Linked DNA regions of Sus scrofa: regions 2 and 3 are each linked to region 1. The links are chromatin contacts, called in public HiChIP or PLAC-seq maps. All regions are on one chromosome and are shown on one strand. The core of a region is the stretch at or near the end of the contact, and the rest is flanking DNA. Distances in the headings are between cores, read along the strand shown. Region 1 overlaps ARPP21 (cAMP-regulated phosphoprotein 21). Region 2 has its middle 82 kb from the start of MIR128-2. Region 3 has its middle 170 kb from the start of MIR128-2.

What was found. HiChIP or PLAC-seq counts read pairs in DNA pulled down with a chosen protein or histone mark.
Region 2: an H3K27ac HiChIP or PLAC-seq map of skeletal muscle shows a contact between it and region 1. The contact joins two enhancer-like sites. A contact is called at or near these places in 1 of 47 Hi-C or Micro-C datasets (skeletal muscle) and 1 of 2 datasets of contacts at active chromatin or transcription factors (skeletal muscle).
Region 3: an H3K27ac HiChIP or PLAC-seq map of skeletal muscle shows a contact between it and region 1, with 5 times the contacts expected there. The contact joins two enhancer-like sites. A contact is called at or near these places in 2 of 47 Hi-C or Micro-C datasets (both in skeletal muscle) and 1 of 2 datasets of contacts at active chromatin or transcription factors (skeletal muscle).

The regions. Positions count from the first base shown.
Region 1 is chr13:20,975,197-20,977,896 of Sscrofa11.1, forward strand. It overlaps ARPP21 (cAMP-regulated phosphoprotein 21), which reads left to right. Exons shown (of 22, transcript XM_005669338.3): 1 at 1-651; 2 at 2,096-2,269. Among named protein-coding and RNA genes, the nearest start is that of ARPP21, 21 kb to the left of the region's middle. Within about 2 kb of position 1,430, at least 3 of the 83 cell types and tissues checked have an H3K27ac peak or open chromatin away from gene starts, as enhancers often do. A contact at or near this core is called in skeletal muscle, where this site is marked.
Region 2 is chr13:21,119,583-21,122,282 of Sscrofa11.1, forward strand. No RefSeq gene overlaps it. Among named protein-coding and RNA genes, the nearest start is that of MIR128-2, 82 kb to the left of the region's middle. Within about 2 kb of position 1,434, at least 3 of the 83 cell types and tissues checked have an H3K27ac peak or open chromatin away from gene starts, as enhancers often do. A contact at or near this core is called in skeletal muscle, where this site is marked.
Region 3 is chr13:21,207,371-21,210,070 of Sscrofa11.1, forward strand. No RefSeq gene overlaps it. Among named protein-coding and RNA genes, the nearest start is that of MIR128-2, 170 kb to the left of the region's middle. Within about 2 kb of position 1,296, at least 4 of the 83 cell types and tissues checked have an H3K27ac peak or open chromatin away from gene starts, as enhancers often do. A contact at or near this core is called in skeletal muscle, where this site is marked.

The DNA of each region.
Region 1 (2,700 bases), core at 180-2,679:
ACACTTGGCCAGAATATATATTAACCAAATATTGGAGAAAATCTATTTGTTAGACATAGTTTTGCTTCTTTGTGAAAAAAAAATGGGAGAAATTGGAACAAATTAGGATGAAACGGCTGTGGAAGAGTCGGGTTAGTTTGGGGAACAGAAAGCTGGAGTAGGGTTGATTTCCTGGCACCACTTTCTTAGCAAAGAGAACAATTTTAATCAGTTACAAAAATATTTGTGATCCATATGTTCCTCTCTGCTCATCCCCATATGCCCATATTCTCTTTTATCCTGGTGGATGGTGACTTTGTGATTCAGGCATGCAAGAATAATACCTCGCTGGCTTTAGAGCTCAGTGCTATTTCAAAACGTGTCCTGGTAATTACGCACACACATATATCCAGGCTGTTCGCGCTTTGAGACGGTTACGTGAATATCAGTTTGTTCTTTCTTCATGGAAAGAATTATATCTTGCATCCACCTACTGGGACTGGAATAAGGCATCTAAGGCTTAGATTTGAAAACTGCATGGCCACTTCAACTGCTGGGTTAACCGCCACTGTGCAAATAGGAGCATCAAAAAAAGGAGACGGGAAGGCTGCGTTAATCATTGATAACTTCATTTTCTTTGGGAGAAGGAAAACAGAATCCAAAAAGCACTTGGTAAATCCATCCATCACTGCTGCCTGTTCTAAAACATATTAGATAATGGGCCGGGTACTTAAATAGATCCTAATTTTAAGGCATGTTGACCTCTATTTAATAGTTGTAGTAGCCATGGTGAAACTGGTCGAAATTGAAAAATTAAAATTACTGCTGACAAGAAATGCACTTGGGTTCTAAATTCATGTTTGCTTCTCTCAATAGTTATATAATTTTTTAACAACAAAAGCAACAGTTTACAGCCAATTATCCATTTTAATAAGACATGAATAAAGCTAGAAATTATTGACTAAGTGATTGGATTTTCAACAGTTGTTTTCCTCTTACACAACAAATGGTGTTGTAACCCAATATGCAGTAAAATTCAGTGAGCAGCCAGCTGTGCTCATTTAAACTTGGGAGGGGGCAGCGAGGGGGAGACTGAAAGGTTTTCTAAACTTCAGACTAAATAACTGAGATGCATGTAGTGTTTTCAAAGACAGGTCTATGGTGAAGAGATGTGCGTGCTGTTGGATTTAGCAGGTGTGTACCAGAGTCGAGTTGCAGCGAGAGGCGAAAGATCCAGCTTGATTTTGGCAAACGTTATTAGGAATCCGTCTCTGTGTTTGCATTCTAGCTGTCTTTGCCTCTGCTTCTGTAGGAGTTGTTAGAAAAAGAAAGTGCACGTTATAGCAGGGATTCTTTTCAACAGTCTCAGAGTTTGAAAAGCTGTTGAATCCCTCCACTTTGCTGTCAAACAGAATGCCCAGCTGGCGGTAGCAATCCTAATGGGGAGGGAGGTGTGTGGATAGACTGTTCATCCAGCAACTGGAATAGGAGGAATTCTTCTTCCCCAACTGTAAGTGGAGAGGAGAGAGCTTTCTCAGCAATGTCATGGTGAAAGTTTTTTTTCTTCCTTTGTATATTTTTTTCATCTTTCCAGATAATGCCTCATTAAGTCCAAAATCTTTCCATGTGCCTTCATAGGATAACTTTCATGAAGAAAGGAGTCACAGAAACAGCATTCATGTAGATTAGATTGATCTATAATTAAGACAAAGGCCTTGGTTGAAAAAGGAGGCAAGACTTCTGCTCAAAGGTGATTTGGATTCTCATTGAGGCAAACACACAAGCTTGTTTTTTTTTTTTTTTTTTTTTTTTTTTCCTTCAATATAAAGTGCGAGATTTCACTAAAAAAGGTTAAAATTGAAGTGAGTAATCTTCGGTGCATAATGCAATTGTTAATTTTAGCTCCTTGCGTGGGTGCCGTTCTGACTTGAACAGCCGGCTGTAGCCTTCATTAGAGAAGAAGCAGGCAGCTTGGGACAGGTGGAGCTGGATCAAGCCGGGAACGTGATTTGCTGGAAGCCGGTCATTAGTGTTAGAAACCCAGTCTTGTTTATTTCATCCTTCACCCTACTGTGATTCTTGCAACCATTATCATTGACTTTTCATCTTTTTTCAGGTGGATGATGTGTCAGACCGTGTAAGGGAATCGCCTGGAGATGGGGGTTCTGAACTGTTAATGGGGACATGGGACTCCCGTTGCCTCTGATCACTTGTGTGGATTTTCCTGGCATCGAAAGACAGAAGCCGCTCATAAGTCACCAAGAACGACAGCAGGAATTCTGCGTGAAAGGTAAAGGGCTGTCATCAGATGACTGTCACTCATCTGTATATTTTCCCCATTCTATAAATGTGCCTGTTTGCATCAAACAGTTCATGAAAGGTGACCCAAACAAACAGGATCTGTATCAGGGATTGGCTTACAGTTTGTAAAACTCGAGCTCCATTCGTTCATTTTTTAAAATCTGCTCATGATCTGTTTGTTTGTTTGTTTTTTTAATTGAAATGCTCTGGCAAAAAGGGCCACAGAAGTCCCATCTCCTCCCCCAACTCAGTACGTTGAAAAACAAACTGTTTTCTGCTGGGAAAGAGAACTTTTTGTTTGGTTACCTACACGCATCCCCAGTGTCACTGACATATGAGATCCGTCAGATACACTGAATGGAATATCCTCAAACCTCCCAAACTCCAGAGCCTTGCTCACTAGTCCCTCACAGACTCAAA
Region 2 (2,700 bases), core at 184-2,683, 140 kb after region 1:
CCTCAAATCTAATATATGGCACAATGAACCTTTCCACAGAAAATAAAATCATGGACTTGGAGAATGGACTTGTCAGGGAAATGATCTACTTTCTGTGGGCCTGGAGCATTGGGAGTAAAAAAAATCTCACTCTGGTACAATGGCAAACTGTACCTGTGAACCAACTTGGAAGGGGGTGGCACTGCCTAAGATCTTGAAAATATCTCTACCATATCGTAGTGAGTAGAACTTTTATGAAGTAGCAGTGGATGTTCTACTTGTATGCCACTCTTGCTCAAAAGAATAAGTTCTCTTTTTTGATGCCTCGCTGTGCTAGATCCTCTGGTTCTCTATTAGCATTGACTTTTCTTGATGCATTTTTCTCTTCTTGTTCAAGGTAAGTTTTTCTGCAGAAAAGTTTATCATGTCTTTTATAAATGACTTAACCATTTTCAATAAACTGTCATAATTTACTTTGGCTGTGACCGTGGCATGAGGAAGTTCCCAGGCCAGGGATCCAACTCACACCATAGCAGTGACCTGAGCACAACAGTGACAATGCCAGGCCCCTAATCTGCTAGGCCATCAGGAAACTCCCTAAGCTGTCATAATCATTTAGTGCTCTATTCTCTAAACATGTTAGGTAAGACAACTCTGGTCTAACCCATGTAGTTAAGAAAATGCAAATTATAATCGGTATATTGCCTGGCTACTCAGCCCATTTTTTGATGCAAAGAATGTTCAGACAAGACAGGTGCAATGTCATGCCTCTTGGCTTTTTGTACAATGCTTCCTAAACATCCTGCTTCTCCCCCTCTCCTTATCCCATACAAACATACATGGCCACCACGAGGGCAAATTCACTCTCATGTTTGACAGCTGAAGACAGAGGTTACCTTCCTGAATCCTGTCTTGCAGGCTCCCATGTGTTTTCACTATGCTTTTTACATGCCTCTCCCCTCCAACATTTTAAGGGTATATATTTTCCTCCATAAATTTGGCAGCTCCATAAAGGTGGTCTTTCATCTTATTCCTCTAAGCTCATGTAACTTGGTTCCCAGCACATACAACTGTTCAACAATAAGAAACAGTAAATGAACATATGTTCTGGTATGAGAATCTCTGACATTATGAACTTGTATGAGTCATATAATGCTAGGGGACTTCTCCACCTCTAACTGAAAGGAAGTGATTGCTATTTGTTCCTGTCTACTCTATGCTGCTTTTCTACAGTGTGATCAGTTAATCATCATAAAATACTCAGAAGATAAGGACATGGAACAACAACAGATGGCAACCAAATCCCAAGGCATCTCAAAGAGATTCTGTCTATCAGTAAAAAGTCATGGAATGCAGCTTCAAGCACCAGATATTCTGACAGCTGCAGAATCTTGTCCGTATGTCATGCTGATGTCAGGGATCCTGGAAGCTCATCTATGATTCCTGCTGATTGATGTTCATAGTTTCAGCTCTGCTAGCACCTGTTAGGATGTATCACTGAAAGGTGAACATGTAACACCACTGCATGTGGCTCTGATATCCAATTTCACATGTGTTCTTTACTTATCTGCAACAGTTGCAAACCTTTTATAGTTGTGAATTCTAACATCACAGGAATTCAAGGCTGGGACTGTCTAGGACAGGCTGACATTAGCCCTGGAATGTGGTGGTCAATTCTTGTCATGCAGTCCCACTTTGAACGTCAAATGTTATACAAAAAGCAAATATTTCTCTCTGAATGCAAATACATATAAACACACATGCACTTTCCAAAATTTTCCACACTTTCCAATATTTCCATTTTCCAATGATTTCGCAAATTTTATGCAAAAATGGATCCTCCAACTGCCACTCCAACTGATTCTGCAAGGAGCAGAGCTGTTCCCATCAAGCCTTACCCAAATTGAAGATTCAAGAGAAAAATGTTTTCTTAAGCCTCTAAGTTATAAGGTGGTTGGTTATACAGTAAGTGTTACTGATAAACTCTCCCTTCTGCATTCCTAATTCCTGCTCTTAGAGGCAGATAGTTTAAACTTATTTTGCTATTTCTTCTGGAAATTGTTTCCATATTCTAGCTAGCATCATCTCAATATCAATTAAAGGAAATATTCACATTTTCTGAGGTGTGGTCTTACTATCTGTAAAATGAGGTAGCAATTTTGTCACTAATTCTAAGGATTACCTGAGACCATGAACTTAGATACATCATATAGGAGACTACACTCTGAGTAAGTACTATAAAAATTATAATTTAAGTAGGAAAAAATCACATTTTTCATGTCAGTGTAATATCAAGAGCATGAAGACCCATACCAAGGATACACATGGTCAGGGGCTTTTTTCTTTCTTTTTTTTTATGCTTTTAAGGTCCACACTTGCAGCATATGGACGTTTGCAGGCTAGGGGTCAATCAAAGCTGCAGTTGCCAGCCTATGCCACAGCAATAGCAAGATGGGATCCAAGCCATGTCTGTGACCTATACCACAGCTCAGGGTAATGATGGATCCTTACTTAACCCACTGAGCAAGGCCAGGGATCAAACTCAAATCTTCATGGATACTATTAGGGTTCGTTTTTGCTGAGCCACAAAGGGAACTCCAGTCAGGGTCTATTTAGATTTAAAATTGCCATGACCTCAAAAATAGAGAATTATGTGTCAGGCACAGTAAAGCCAGTTCATCACATATGTTTTTATAGATAGTTCTTAATTTTTTTGTAATC
Region 3 (2,700 bases), core at 46-2,545, 230 kb after region 1:
AAGCACAGTACTGAGTTATGGAGCAAGTTTTGATGGAAGGCTTTATCTGGGTACAAAACTCCAACTCTTAACCACTACCCCACTCTGACGTGGTGTGGATTTTTGTTTTTGTTTTTGTTTTTTGTTTTTTTTTTCAATTTTTACAAAAATTACTTTTTTTTTTTTTTGGTGATGACAGAATGTTTACTCATTAAATTTTTTTTTTTTAATTTTTCCCACTGTACAGCAAGGGGGTCAGGTTATCCTTATATGTATACATTGCAATTACAGTTTTTTCCCCCACCCTTTCTTCTGTTGCAACATGAGTATCTAGACATAGTTCTCAATGCTATTCAGCAGGATCTCCTTGTAAATCATGAGCTGTAGTGTAGGTCACAGACACAGTTCGGATCCTGTGTTGCAGTGGCTCTGGTGTAGGCCGGCGGCTACAGCTCTAATTAGACCCCTAGCCTGGGAACCTCCATATGCCATTGGTGCAGGCCTAAAAAGACAAAGACAAAAAAAAAAAAAAAAAAAAAAGGATTTTTGGATTCTTATTCGAAAAGCCATGGGAAACCACTCAAGATTTAATTATAAAAGTGGTGTAGTCATGTTCGTATTTTATAAAGCGCATTTTAGCTGCTTTCTGGAGAATAGATTGGAGAGGGCAAGATTATATACATGGTAAATAAGTTCATGTGCTTGACATTTGGGAATGTTTAAGTAAATTTTGGTAAAAACACTTGATAGACCAGAATTCTATGTTTATAAATAGCAATTACAAATAAATATGGAAAATAAACATGCAAAAATGCTCATGTGGTTATTGACAAATAGAAGGATATACATTTGTATTTATTTCTACCTATTTTATTGAGATATTATTGTTACTGGAAGGGGGACCCCTGTCACTCCCTCCTTTTGGCCCCTCTCAAATTCTCCGGGTTGGTTAAGTTTCTGTAATAGTGTAACAGCACAGGAGCACTGTGTTCCTTATCTAGGACTTCCTATTGTGAGACAGCTCATGCAAGTAATTATTATTGTGTCTGGCTGAGGCGGGGGGCGGGGGGGCAGGTGTCCCATCGATGGGTCCCTAAAAATGCAATTGACATATAACATTGTGTAGGTTTAAGGCATCCAACATGAAGATTTGATACACACACATGCCTAAAAACAGAAATACAAGTTCTAAATATTTATCTTGCAAAATAAACGGCAATTGCCAGCCATCTAATCCAAAAGTACCTGCCCCCTACTGCAACTATTCTTTTTTTTTTTCAAGCCTCCCAATTATTGCAGCTATTCTTATATTCCCCACTCAACTTCAGAGAATGTGATTTAGTAGATCTGGAGTGGGGCCCATTTTTTTAAATCTACACTAAAACTAACCAAAACAACCAAGTTCCCTAGCAGATTTAAATACACAGATTTAAATACAGGTGTCCTTACTCAAAGGACTCTGCTTGCTACTACGCCCCCTCCCTGTAACAAGCGCCGAAAACTCCACCTCTCCCCAGTTTCTTCTTACCTCAGGATCTGCTACAGATTGCGCAAGAATGTTTCCCCCAGTCAAGGCTAGATCTCATCTTACAGGCACTCTCGTAGGTCTAACAGCTGCATTTCTACGATCTTTGCTCTGAGTTGGGCAAAAGACTCTGGCGGTGCAGAGGTCCACAGCTCACTGATCCTCTGGTTTGAACGTTGACCTCAGAGGTGAGTCAATTAGTACCTCTCACGTAGGTTGCGAGTTCGCTTAACTTGTGTATTACCTGGGTTCCTCATTCTCGGATTCTGGGCCTGTGAGGTGCTGACCTCGAAGCCTAGGGAGAAGGTGGGGGCGGGGGCTGGAGAACTGGCAAATAGAGTGGTCTTGATGTAACAAAGACCCCGGGGCTGAGGAGGTTTAGGGAGATCCGAAACTGGGGCGGGAAGACAGTCCGAGAGGGTCCAGGTGAGAGTGTGGAAGGAGTAGAAGAGATGTAGAACTGGCAATGGCTGCACTAAACATTTATAGAGGAAAAATAGACACAAAGAATATATATCAAGAAGCAAACCAGGAGAGGATTTCAGCACATTATTCCAATGATATTGCAAGATAGGGACCCATTTTTATTCCCAAACAGGATGAGACCCTATTCTGCAGAATTTGGGCTTGCATGGAGAGAGAAACAAAAAGATTGTGTGCTAATCCCAATTAGAGCCAAAATTTGAATCTGGAAGCCAAACTATGAATACCCTGGTCCAGAATTTTAGCTGAAGTTATTTTTCTCTATGCAATGCCTCCATTTGGTGTAAGAAAGTACTGAGCAGCAGCACTTTTTTTTTTTTCTTTGACTATTATATTAGGCAAACTTTTCTCCAAAAAGCCATTTGCAGTTTTCCCAGTTGGATCTTGGGTCATGTGGAGATGGCGTTTTGCCATCTTTGGACCCTCATTTACCCTGCCTTTTTCTCTCTCATCTCTATCTCCACACCTTTCTCTCTCATCTCCATACAGCTAGTTTTTGAATGACTCCATCTATTGGTGCATGCTGCTCCAGTTCCCAGGCTAAACATCAGAGCTGAAACAGTTTATCATAGCTTCAGCCTGTCCACCTGTTGAGATCTGGGTATTAAATTTTATTGCCTGTGTCACCCAGTGTCTGGTTTTCTAGGACTGAGATCCTGCAGCTTTAAATGTCAACACTTTTTTCCATGGCAGGACCTCCTGCCTTAATCTCA